Linked DNA regions of Zea mays: region 1 is linked to region 2. Evidence: chromatin contacts called from public Hi-C data. All regions are on one chromosome and are shown on one strand. Each heading gives the region's core, a stretch centred on a gene start, on an enhancer-like site or on the middle of the called end of the contact. The rest is flanking DNA. Distances are from core to core; before and after follow the strand shown. Region 1 holds the start of LOC103629048. Region 2 holds the start of LOC103629045.

Region 1 (3,376 bases), core at 258-2,757, 180 kb before region 2:
GATATTGGGCTGCCACTTGGGCCTTCTGCTAGTCTCTTTACTGGCTTGCTCTTGCTCTGCGCGCTTGCCTGTTGGCTGCTTGCTTTCTTTACAAATTAATTATGATGAACCAATGGGCCTGTTCGCTTCTGACTATTTCAGTTGTGGTTGCAGCAGTAAACTAGCGCAGCGCTGTTGCTAGAGCTAGGTGAAGGTACAGCTGCTGCACGGAGCTGGTGTATTATTGGGGAAGGGCGTAATGGCATTGAAATCAATTAGACCAGCCATTTGTAAATCAGGTCTAAAACTGTGCTGTAACCTGCCTCATCCAGTGTAAAAGCCAACACTCGCTCACATTTCAGCTGGCAGAAATGAAAGGAGAGTTCAGAAAACTTCCATGTTATTTGTATTCTAAACGATACACTGCTGTGTTTATTTGAACCAATAAAATCACATTGTGAAAAAAATGCAACAAACGGGAGCATGCATCGGACATCATTCTCAGATAGACAGATACATACAAGTAAACTAAAAGAAAAACAGAATGCCAAGGATAATTAAGTAGATAAAGATCTATGGATCTACTAGGTGACAACCTGCGGCTTGCTTCCCGAGTGCCCAACAAATAGGATGCAGGCGGCGATAAGCGTGAGCACGACGAGGACCACGACGACGATGGCGAGACACTTGGCGTGGGGACGAGACACAGCTCCCACCGTCACCACCATGGACAGATACAGCCCGAGAGCTATCGCACAGAAGAAGAAGAAACCAACCGTGTTGAATGGCCCTACCATGAAGCGTCCGGCGATCGCCGTGAAGAGGCCGCCAGAACTGGCGATGCCTTGTGAAAGGTCCAGCAAATGGCCCAGGTATGGACTGTCCTCATCGTCTCCGATCATGTCCTGTGTGAAGGATGGCAACACGTGTCTGTCTGCCGCATGCCGCAGCTTCGGTTGGAGGAGGGCGACGACGGCGGTGAGGATGGCGAAGGCGTAGTATTTGTTGAATGACAGGATCAGAAGGCAGGTCGCCAGCTCTAGGAGGAGCTGAAAAAGGGTCCGCCATCCTACGCCAGGTGCCCCGGTCTTGGTAGCCTCGTCGACCCCTTCGCCTGGTCTTCGTCGGGCCCTTCGCCGGCGACAAACACCCATTAGTAGTCCTCCCGTGGCAGGCCAGACATTCAGATTGAACTCGTCGGCTCTCGTCCTCCGTCCTCTGGTCCTCTCTGGTGAGGTGTTCTTATTCTCCCCCCCCCTCTCCTAGGCCGCCTTCCTCCTTGGGCTTCTCCGTTGCTGCCGATAGCCATGTGATTTTGTTGCAATGAGGCTGTGGCGGGGGTGGGTTCCTGGGGTTGATGTTTCCTTTGAGCCGTTTAATGGAGATCGGTCCCATGGTGGTTTGGAGGCCCATTCGATGTGGGATGGGGCATAGGATGAAGACACATCGCCTCTAGCCAAATCAAGGGTGGAAACCGCTGTGCCGCAACTTGACCTAATCGGCTCTCCTTCGCTCCCTCACTTGGCCGCTTTACTTGCCTCGATCTGGTCATCCCCTTCCTCGGTGAGATCTAGTTTCAGTGGTGGGTGGAGGTGGGTGCCGATCCAGCCCCCGTCCTCGGAGGAGGAGTGGTCGAGGATTGGATCGGGGAGATCTCTGCCGGTTGCAAGGCGTGAGGCGATGGGTGCCAAAGGTTGGAGCCAAAAATGGGGCACTGGGAACAACAGGGAGGAGGCTCGCGATCCGCCGCAGTGGAGTAGAAACAGGAATCTGAGCTGGAGATTGAGGCCTCCCCCCTGGAAAGACGATCCCCAAAAAGGATGTAGCCGACTCTTCTTCCACTGGCGAAATGATCGTGCAAGGTAACCCTAATTTCTCCCTTCATTCTTCTGGGTCTGAGAATGAAATGGGGAGGAGATTTTTCTGCCAGAAGTGTGGGGAAGAAGGTCATCACGCAAGGGATTGCTGCAAGTCTCTTTGGTGTGAGATCTGTCGCAAGGACACCCATGTGATGGCTAAATGTGTTTGGCCGCGACAGATTAAGCCCATGATGCCGATTGTGGGCATGGCTGCAGATGGGCTAGGGTTCTTCTCATCCCAGTATGCTAAACCCAGTCTCAGGAAACCTAATCTATCTTGCTTGGGGTTGGTTAAGATTCTGGAAGGGTTTGTGTCTGCCTCTGAGCTTGAAAAGGATTTTAGCTTTCACTTTCCTTGGGGAAGAACTTGGAAGGCAGAGAAATGTCCAGCTGGTTATGTGATGCATTTTCCGTCTCAAGATAAGCTAGATGAGCTGAGTCAGTTTATAGAGGTCAAAATGAAGATGTCCGGAGCTAAAATCATGGTGCTGCCCTGGAACTGTCAGGCTAATGCGAAAGCAAGGCTGCATACTGTTTGGATGAGTGCGGAGAATGTGCTAGATGAGTTAAGACACTACCAGGCTATCTGCGAGCTGGGATCGATCTTGGGGGCTGTTGAGGAAGTGGATTTAAAATCTCTGGAGATGTCAGAGTCGGTCAAGTTTAAGGTTCATGTTAAGAGCATTAACATGATTCCAAAAATAGTGGAAGTTGGTGTCAAGCCTTTTCTGTTTGATGTGTATTTTAAAGTGGATTCAATTGTGGAAGAAGGGTGGAATGAGGAGAATTCGAATCTTGGTAAGAGAGTGAAATCCAATACATGTGTTTCTGAAGGATCTATGTCTAAATCGACAGGGAAAAAAGCTAGAAAGGAGTCTGTGGACGGCAAGGAGAAGAATGAGGTTGCTTCTTCGGCTGGCAAAGGTCACTCTAGAAAAACTGCTACTGTTACTGAGAGTGAAGGTCAAAAGATAACCCACAAAGGGGACAAAACACTGCAGCACAATGAAGAGGACAGTGGAGGTCAGGTTAACTTGGAGCTCAGTGAGGAGGATCTCCTTAGCTCTCAGGAATTGGCTGAGTTAGCTAAAAGTGTGGGTGTCAATCTGCAGTGCTCACAAGAAAGTGGGAATGAAAATTGCAAAGCTGAGAACACTGGTGATGGGGTGGTTGCTCAGAGAGATAAAAAAGGCAAAGCTAAAATGGCAGAGGGGTTTGAGGGGCTGAGGAGGAGCCCAAGACTTGAAGCTGATGATGATTTGAACATTACTGAGAAAGCTATCAACAGAGCTGAAGCTAAAGACACCTTCATACATAAAGGTAACTGCTGGAATCCCTTCTCTGTCTTAAATACTAAAGATGCTGTGCTAGTAGACCTTGCAAATTCGTTAGGTGTGTGCCTAGGAAATAATAAAAATGAAATAGAGCTCAGTCTTCAGGACATAAAAATGCTTGAAGAAACCAAATTAAATGTTATGTTGAACTCAAGTGGTGGTAGACAGGACTCTTCTCCTCTGGTTCTTTCTGAAGATCGTGAC
Region 2 (3,395 bases), core at 507-3,006:
GCAGGTTTGCTTTGCTTTGTCTGAATTGTGTTGTCAATGATTGGAATGGTATGAATATCAGTTGTTGCCCTATGATGCATCTTGCTAGCTGACTTCATATGTAGCTGAGGACGTTTGCATCACAATTGTTGCTGAGGGCGTTTGCATCACTTACTCTCGGTTAACTGACTTCATATGTGTTCATGGATCAGTTCTGTTTACTAAATTTATAAGTGCTGTAACCGTGTGATGATGATATGTGGAGTAAGCTGGAGCTGAATTGAATTGAGGATTGAATTGTTGGAATTAAAGCAATGATGCTTTGATATGCTTTAAGGGCCCTGTGATGCGTTTTGCTTACTGTACTCATTTCTTGATAGTTTGTTGAGGGCCTTTGCATCACTTCGATTAACTGACTTCATATGTGTTCCTGCATCAGTTCTGTTAAATGAAATTATATGTGCTGGAACTGTGCCTAGTGATGCCCAGTGATGCTATTTGTCATTGAACTCGAATGGATTCAAATGAGGAGAAATTTAGTAGCTGAGGGCAAAGTTAACTTAGCCCTGTGACAACAGCAGGTTTTTTGGAGAGATGAGGATTTAAGAAGGTTTTTTTCTTAACTTAGCCCTGTGATGCGAAGGAAAATTGCCTGAAGGAAAATTTAAGAAGGTTTTTTTCTTAACAGGATTGTTCATGTCATAAACAATCCGTTCCTCATCTACCACAGAATCAGAACATGGAATGGCAGCTGATGCTTCACCATCCAAAAAGTCTCTATTACTCCATCTAACATGACGAGCTGATTCTTCTTCCCTTTGAGCAGATTCAAACACATCCTCATTATGCAAACCCAGCTGGATATACAATGCTTGTTCACTAGTAACATTCTGTCTTCCTTCCTCGGTCCACCTGTCTTCAACTTCGATTGAATCCCAATCAACATATTCACTTGGATTACAATTTCCCTACACAACACAAACTCATAATTAGTACATATTTGGATCAAACTAAAGAGCATCACAAATACATTACTCACCGAGGTACCAAATGTGACGCGATCGTCCTGGCCAATACAAGCTAAACTCCAATCTTCCTCTTCGCAGCGCGGTGCAGTCATTTCATTGGTTGGCGACACGCCACGGCCGAACAACAATTGCACATTTTCTTCAGTCAGAGACAGAGACAATGCCGCACCTACTACAACGTTATCAATCCCTAATGTGTATTTGCATTTTACCAAATAACAGTACAAAAACCATGAGACTTATATTTATAGCAGTCCATTGCAACAAAAATGCAAAAAATCTACTGCTAAGTGGATTATTGCTGTCCATTACATGGGAGCATACCTCGTGGAGAGTCCATGACCTACAGGCCGAGGTCCTCAGCTCCTGTGCGCGCCGTCGCGTAGACCGCAGAGCGCTCCAGAGCGGCGGCACAGATCTGCAGCGAGGAACATCTCAAAGTTGACAATGAGGCTGGGACCCAAGATTAAGTGCCCACATTGCTTCTGAAACTCACCTGGTCAGCGGCGGCGGTGGGGAGGACGCAGCATCCAGTAGGAGTTCGCGGCCACCACTTGGACCAAGGAGACGGACGAACTGGAGCGCTCGATGAACTGGAGTACTCGGCTGAACGGAAAAACCAGACGGTGCAAACGGAAGGCACGAGCGAGGGGCAGCAAGGGAATAGCATACCTGGTAATGACGATCAGCCGCCACGAATGCCAGATGTTCAAAGCGTCCGGGATTATAATGCCAAGAGGGCAATTGCACTGATCGGGATGCCAAAGCTCTGGAACCCGACGATGGCGATGCCAAAATTGCAAAAAGCTCGGGCGCGTGCGTGGGCCGCTGCCGCCGCGGGCCGCCTCCGGTCGTGGGCCAGAAGTGAGGGGGCGGCCCGTTTAGGGTCTCCCCTTTTTATTTTTTTAAATTAATTTAATAACAATAAAACCCTATTTAGAGCATTTTGCAAACATTTTCACAAGATGGGGCGAAAATAAAAGTTGTTCCAAATTTTATGCGCTACAACTTTGCTTTAATGACCAACTCAAAATTTTTTAACAGATTTTGAATCAAAGATAAAATATGCAAAAGAGCATTTGAATCCATTTAATTTCAAATTTGAATTTGGTGGCAATTTGAATACAAACATGCCTCAAACTTTTATTCCTAATATTTCTAAATTCACTTAATGACCAAACACAAGAATTTAGGGCAAAAACAAGCATGTGCATATTCACATTATTTAATTCATGCATGATTTAATCAAATTAAAATCAAAGTCCAATTCAAACATTACATGAAATATCACTTAGCCAAATTTAAATGCAATGCTCATGATGTTTTATGAAATGATGATTATGCCTCTAATATGGCACGCTAAGCTAGCTTAACACCTAGGGGTGTTACAGTGCGCGGCCTGACGCTGTCGGCCACGACGACGTCGACGTCGCGTGCGGCGACGGCTTCGTCAGGTGACTAACAAAGCCATTTCGTGCACGATTATCTCGCTAACCAAATGTCATTAGCAAAAACTCTATTACTAAAAGTTGTAGAGCTACATGAGATCAACAACTTTTCTTTACTAATCACCCTCTGATTCGGCCTAGATTTCAATCTACAGAGCCCCAAACATGGGTTCATCGAAACTGAAAATCAGTTCCACATAGAGAAAAATTCTAAGTCTCAAAACAGCCCCCAAATCTGCCTTCTAACCACTTTTTGAGCATTTTCCACACATTTTCATGACTTGGCCCCAAAATAACTTTTGTTCCTTATGAAATTCTACACATGTTTCATTTAGGGCACATCAACATGCAAGCAATGTAGATAGCACTGTTTAATTAGTCAAACAAAACCACTTCTAGGGTCAAAACAAAGCCACTATCACTTAGGAGCTTAATTAGCCAAGATGATCAACATGAACATTGCTTAATTATACGTCCTAAGTCAGTCTAGGTTGGTTTAGTGAACAACCAACACACTCACTTGTGTTAAGCACTCATGTCCCTCTGCAATTCAAACACAATTCAAGCAAATTCAAACAAGTTTCATACTCCACATGAAATGACATGGTCCTTTGAGTTGATGCTCATGCCAAGGGTGCTTAGGGTGATGCTCATGATGATAGTCATGATGATGTTCGTGGTGATGAACATGCTTATGCAACTTAACACCTAGAGGTGTTACAGCCCTCCCCTTATAAAAATCTTGTCCCGAGATTTGTGTTACTAACCATTGTTTATGAAATTCGGGGTAAACGTCACGTAGGTAGGCCTCGGTTTCCTAGGTTGCATCTCGTTCATCGTGATGACTCCACAAAACCTTATAAGTTCTAACTACTCGATTCTGCGTCACTCTGTCTTTGCTGTCCACCACTTGAACTAGCTGTTCTTGGTATACTAAGTC

What was found. Hi-C and Micro-C count contacts between places; a contact is called where the count stands out from the background.
Region 1: a Hi-C map of leaf shows a contact between it and region 2, with 8 times the contacts expected there. The contact joins the promoter of LOC103629048 here to the promoter of LOC103629045 in region 2. A contact is called at or near these places in 10 of 25 Hi-C or Micro-C datasets (ear, endosperm, leaf and 3 more) and 1 of 3 datasets of contacts at active chromatin or transcription factors (seedling).

What each region holds. Positions count from the first base shown.
Region 1 is chr6:18,795,313-18,798,688 of Zm-B73-REFERENCE-NAM-5.0, reverse strand. It overlaps LOC103629048, which reads left to right and starts at 1,507. Exons shown (of 2, transcript NM_001357028.1): 1 at 1,507-3,158. The coding sequence starts at 1,829. It overlaps LOC118472159, which reads right to left and starts at 1,922. Exons shown (of 1, transcript XM_035959882.1): 1 at 352-1,922. The coding sequence starts at 1,133. The coding sequence ends at 564.
Region 2 is chr6:18,611,285-18,614,679 of Zm-B73-REFERENCE-NAM-5.0, reverse strand. It overlaps LOC103629045, which reads right to left and starts at 1,756. Exons shown (of 4, transcript XM_008650248.2): 1 at 1,504-1,756; 2 at 1,332-1,425; 3 at 1,019-1,176; 4 at 1-947. The coding sequence starts at 1,347. The coding sequence ends at 582.